Regions from separate parts of the Nomascus leucogenys genome. Here region 2 is linked to region 1. The links are chromatin contacts, called in public Hi-C maps. All regions are on one chromosome and are shown on one strand. Each heading gives the region's core, a stretch centred on a gene start, on an enhancer-like site or on the middle of the called end of the contact. The rest is flanking DNA. Distances are from core to core; before and after follow the strand shown.

Region 1 (2,700 bases), core at 51-2,550:
TGTCTTTTTAGTAGAGACGGGGTTTCAACATATTGGCCAGGCTGGCTCGAACTTCTGACCTTGTGATCCGCCTGCCTTGGCCTCCCAAAGTGCTGGGATTACAGGCGTGAGCCACCGCGCCCACCCCAATGGCTTCTTGCAGGAAGAGAGGGTACCGAGAGTCTGGGGGAGTGTGGGATCAGGGGAGCACCGCCCTGAACCCTGAACGCAGGAAGGCTTGGGGAGACAGTAGAGAGATTTGCATGGCCACAGCCTGGGGGGTGGGGTGTGAACTGGAAAGAGCCTCCAATGTCACATTCAGGTTCTTGGGGGACAGAGAGGCCCGACTGGGGGGCTAGGTCTCAGGATCCACCCGCAGAGGGCTGGAGAGGAGGGGGCAGATTGAAGCGGGGCAGAGGAGGCAGAAAAGACGGCTTTGCTGGAGGCTGTCCTTGGGCAGAGCTGGAGGGAGAATCTGGGGGCCGCTGGAGCCAGAAAGATGCGAGGGAAGGGATGGGCGCGATGGGGGAGGGAGATGGGGGGCGGTGAACGGTGAGCTCGCGCCTGCATAAGGACAGCAGGCCTCCCCACTGCTATCCTCCTGGCCCAACCGCGAATAGCGTGAGTCAAGAGAATCCCCTTCATTCAGACATCCAGGTTCGGGTCCCAGCTTTGTCGCCGTGTGACCTTGGGCAAATGACCTCACTTCTGAGCCTCAACGTCCTCTTCTGCAAAATGGGTTAGTGATCCTATGGGCTGTTGATTCAGGATTCGGCGGGAACGCCCAGCACTTCCTGAGTACACAAGAGTGCTGAGAAAATGGTAGCTGTTTTTTGCGATTACTGACCCGGGGCCCGACCAGCTCTGGCACGACTCACTGGAGGCGGGAGTCCTGCGGGTCCCATCCCTGCCTCCCGGAGAGCCAGGCCCCAGCGATAGAAGGCCCGGGCGTTGCTTGCTCGTCGCCTCCAGTGCCGCCGCGCCCCCTGGCGGCCGTCGGTTGCCATGTCAACGGAGGGTGGCGGGGACCTGGGGAGGCGGAGGCGGGGGCCGTTCTCTCCTCCTAGGGCCGCAGGACGCTCCCTCCGCGCCTCCCGCCTTCGCCTGTTGGGGGGGGGGCACTCCGAGCCGGAGAGGAAGGGGCTCTCCGCGGCAGCCGGCATGTGGGGGTAAACTGAGGCACGCGGCGGGGCGCCCGCAGCCAGGTGCCGAGCGCGGGGCCCCACCTCCGAAGGCGGAGGAGGGGCCGCGGGCGGTGACGCGACGAGGGCGGCCGGCGGACAGCGGGCGGGCGGTGGCGGCGGCGGCAGGTGCGGCCGCGGAGGGTGGGAGGGAGGAGGGCGGGGGCGGGCGGAGGAGGAGAGGAGGGCGAGGCCGGGCACCTCCCCCTTTATAACGCGCCCCCTCCCGGGCTCTCGGGCCGTCTCCTAGTCGGCTCTTTCCGTCTCGCCCCCTCGCCCGGCCGCCCCGGGCCCGGGTCCGGCCAGGGAGCCCCCAGGCCGCGGCTCGGGGGCCGCCCCCCCGCCCGCCGCCCCGCGCAGCCCGGCGGAGGCGGCGCCGTCGGAGGAGGAGGAGCAGGGCACTGCGGCTGGCCCCGGATCGGGCGCCAGAGCGGCAGCAGCTTCGGCAGCAGCGGCGGCCCGGGCCCATGCAGCGGGACGCGCCACCCCGAGCCCCAGCTCCGGCGCCCCGGCTCCCCGCGCCCCCGATCGGGGCCGCCGCCAGTAGTGGCGGCGGCGGAGGCGGGGGCAGCGGCGGCGGCGGAGGCGCCTCTGCAGCTCCGGCTCCCCCTGGCCTCTCGGGAACTACAAGTCCCAGGGGGCCTGGCGGCGGGCGGCGGGCGGAAGAGGCGGGGTCGGCTCCGCGAGGCCGGAAGTGGCCGTGGAGGCGGAAGTGGCGCGGCCGCGGAGGGGCCTGGAGTGCGGCGGCGGCGGGACCCGGAGCAGGAGCGGCAGCAGCAGCGACTGGGGGCGGCGGCGGCGCGTTGGAGGCGGCCATGGCAAAGCAGTACGACTCGGTGGAGTGCCCCTTTTGTGATGAAGTTTCCAAATACGAGAAGCTCGCCAAGATCGGCCAAGGCACCTTCGGGTAAGGCTGGGCCCCTCGGGGCCTGGAGCCCTGGGCCTAAACCCGTAGGGCCGACGTCGGGATGCCCGGGGCCCCGCCCGAGTTGGCAGAGAAGTCGTCTGTCTCCGGGCTTGCCCGCTGGTCTCTAGGCCGCGCCGCACCCCGCCCCGGCCTGACGGAGCCGGCTGGTGGGGAGGAGCCTGAGGCCCTTGGTGGGGGCGGGGAGAGGCTGCAGAGAGGCGCCCGTGAGGGGAGCGGGACTTCTCCAAGGGACGCCCAAGTGAGGAGAAGGGACTGAGGGAAGGAAGCAAAGGCCCCGAACGAGACAGGGTGCCGGGTGGCCGGGTAGCCGCGTGCCCTGGGTACCTAGCCCAGCCCCGCCCGGGAATCTCTTTGCTGCCGCCTCTCCTCCTGTAGTGGGGGAGGGGCGGGCCCTGCGGAAATGGCCTGATGAGTTCTCCGGTCTCCCTTTCCGCCTGCAGGGAGGTGTTTAAGGCCAGGCACCGCAAGACCGGCCAGAAGGTGGCTCTGAAGAAGGTACTGATGGAAAACGAGAAGGAGGGGGTGAGTACGGATCGGGCGTGCGGGCTGGCCGGCTAACTGCCCGGGACCCCGGGTCCGTTTTCCACCCTGCTGCTTCTGGGAGTCTCAGGT
Region 2 (2,700 bases), core at 110-2,609, 140 kb after region 1:
CACTTGTGTCTCTCTGGGCTCCAGTTTTCTAGACCTGAGGCACAAGTCCCTAGGCCACCCTTCAGAAGCCACCGAGCAGTTGGCTGGTGCTCTCCAAAAATCAGAAGTGGGAAAGTGGCCCCCACCCCCTACCCCATCACCCCACCCGCCCCAGCGCATCCTGCCCGAGGCCCACCATTTTCTGCCCGCAAGCTACATCAGCTTCTAAAAATAAGTCTTTTCTGTGTGGCCAGCTGTGCAGGGGAGGGAGTTCTGCCTGGCACCTGCTCCCCTGCCCATGAGGAACCAGAGACCTTGACTCAGGCAGTCAAGATGAACTGCCCCCCACATCCAGCTCTCTCTCCCACAGCCCGGGGCTTCTGCGGTAAAGACAAGAGCGGCTGAACTGAACTTTCACACCCCCAGTCCCAGGTAGGCTTTGCCTGGTGAGCTTGTAGTGTTACCTCTGTTTTACAGGGATAGCAAGGTACTGACACCGCAGAGTGGATGCCACCCGCCTGGGGCCACACGGTCTGCAAGAACAGGGCTGGACTTTGAGGCCATTCTGCCCTTCTCTGCTCGGCAGCAGGGAGGTCAGAAGTGGCAGTGAGTCCTGGGGTGGAGAGGTTGCTGAGCTGCTCCGCCGGTTGGGGCCTCTGCGTTCCCTGGAAGTCCTCCTTCTTCCACCACTTACCGGAGCCTTCATGCTGTCGCTGTCCCTCAGTAGTCTAGGGGCTGCTGTCTCCAGGGCTGGGGCTGGGAAGGGGTGGGAGCCGGGCACCTGCCAAGACCCAGAAACTCAGAGCCGGGAGGGGTAAGGCAGGTGGGGTTCTAGGCTATAGGGAAAACTGAGGCAGGAGAGGGTACAGGCTGGGGTGAAAGCACATGGCACCCGGGAATCCAACCCCTTGACGTCTCCAAACACCGGAAGGCAATGTCCCCATCCTAAAGGAGCAGGAATCAGCGACCTTTGAGAGACCTCCTGCCAACCCAATTCCCAGTGCGCAGATGGGGAGGAAGAGGCAGCGAGGGGGCGCCCCCAGCTCAAGGTCACCAATCAGGTCTGGGGCGGAGAGAGCTAGAAGCCCGGAATTCCACCCCATCCATCCTACCTCTCTACCCGGGGGACGAATGGAGAGGCCGGGGGAGGGCAGGACGTGGGTTTTTCACCGCCCTTCCAGATTCCACTGCCGCATCTCCCGGCCGAGTGCTAACCGGGCGTGCAGCCTGGGGTTCGCAGGAGGCTCGCGATCCGCTGCTCGGAGCTCCATGGCCCCCGGGCCGGGCCGACTGGTCTGGAAGCGGATCCGCGCGGCCAGAGGCAGGGGGCGGGGCCGGGGCCGGGGCCGGCGAGGTGGGGCGGAGACTCGCGCGCCGGGGGCGGGGCCTGCGCGCCGCAGGCGGATCCTACGAGCGCGGCCTGCGCGACCTGGGGAGGGCTCTGCTCGGCCGGGACGGGGCGGGATGTGAATGGCTGGCGGCGAGGCCTCCAGCTAGGGGCGGAGCCTCAGGGCCGGGGGCGGGGCTTCAGAGCCGGGGCGGAGTCTGAGTACCAGCATCTCCGTTTTCCGTCCTCCCGAATTTCCAGCAGGCTCTTGCCTGGGCGAGGCTGTCGGGCCGCAGGGGAAAGAGACCTAGAGGGTGTCGGGGGCCACCGGGCAGTGGCGGCCTGGTTGTCCGGACTTGAGTGTCTCCATTTCTGAAATGGTGGTTGGGGAGGGAAGTTAAGCGGGGCTTCGGGTCAGGCAGCCCACGTTTCAACTGGTAGGGTTGCTGGATTTATCAAGTAAGATACAGAACGCCCAGTGACACTGGAAATTCAGATAAACAACGAATACATGAGTTATTTTCAATATGATTACTTTATTATGATTATGTCAGTGTGACAGTCACCTGAGCCCGTTTTTCTCCTCTGAGACACACGTGTAGAGGCAGCTCCTGTCACAGTCAGGATTCGAACCCAGGAAGTTTCACTCCAGACCCGGGGCTGTGACCACCTACTCTTACCTCTCAAAGGCTCCCTTGCTGGAATGTCCTCCAAATCCAAGTCAAGGTAGCCCAGGCCCCAGGCAGATGCCGCAGTAATGGGGTCCCTTGGGATCTCAGAGGCAACTGCCTTCAAGCACCAGGCTGGTGGCAGAAAGCACTGGGACAGTAGCAGAGGTGGGCCTATGGGGAAGTAAGAGGGCACACTTCCCGTCTAGGATTTTTTTTTTTTGGAGACAGAGTCTCTCTCTGTTGCCCAGGCTGGAGTGCAGTGGCACCATCCTGGCTCACTGCAACCTCCGCCTCCTGGGTTCAAGCAATTTCCAGCTAACTTTTGTATTTTTAGTAGAGACAGGGTTTCACCATGTTGGCCAGGCTGATATCGAACCCCTGACCTCAAGTGACCTGCCTGCCTCGGCCTCCCAAAGTGCTAGGATTACAGGCGTGAGCCACCACGCCGGGCCCTTGTTTATGATTTTTTGTGCAAAATGTTGCATTGGCCAGAAAGATCATTTCACCATCCCCACCACACCCACCTCCTCTGCAGGGCGCTGGCCTGGGAACCCGCTTGGGCTCCTGCCCTGGTGTCCATTTCAAACTCTTTTTTCCTTTTTCTCAGAGGCTCAGGCCTGGGCAGGATGCCAGGGTATCTGTCCCCAGCTCAGCAACCTTCCCAGTCTACCCTGCTCCAGGTTCAAAGCCAAACCACCCCTGGGCCTGGTGTTCTAGGCCTCA

Evidence for each region. Hi-C and Micro-C count contacts between places; a contact is called where the count stands out from the background.
Region 2: a Hi-C map of a lymphoblastoid cell line shows a contact between it and region 1, with 2.1 times the contacts expected there. The contact joins the promoter of ST6GALNAC4 here to the promoter of CDK9 in region 1. A contact is called at or near these places in 2 of 4 Hi-C or Micro-C datasets (both in a lymphoblastoid cell line).

What each region holds. Positions count from the first base shown.
Region 1 is chr8:103,920,081-103,922,780 of Asia_NLE_v1, forward strand. CDK9 (cyclin-dependent kinase 9) reads left to right here and starts at 1,301. Exons shown (of 7, transcript XM_030817861.1): 1 at 1,301-2,067; 2 at 2,529-2,610. The coding sequence starts at 1,628.
Region 2 is chr8:104,056,113-104,058,812 of Asia_NLE_v1, forward strand. It overlaps ST6GALNAC4 (alpha-N-acetyl-neuraminyl-2,3-beta-galactosyl-1,3-N-acetyl-galactosaminide alpha-2,6-sialyltransferase), which reads right to left and starts at 1,360. Exons shown (of 6, transcript XM_030817891.1): 1 at 1,092-1,360; 2 at 674-760. The coding sequence starts at 685.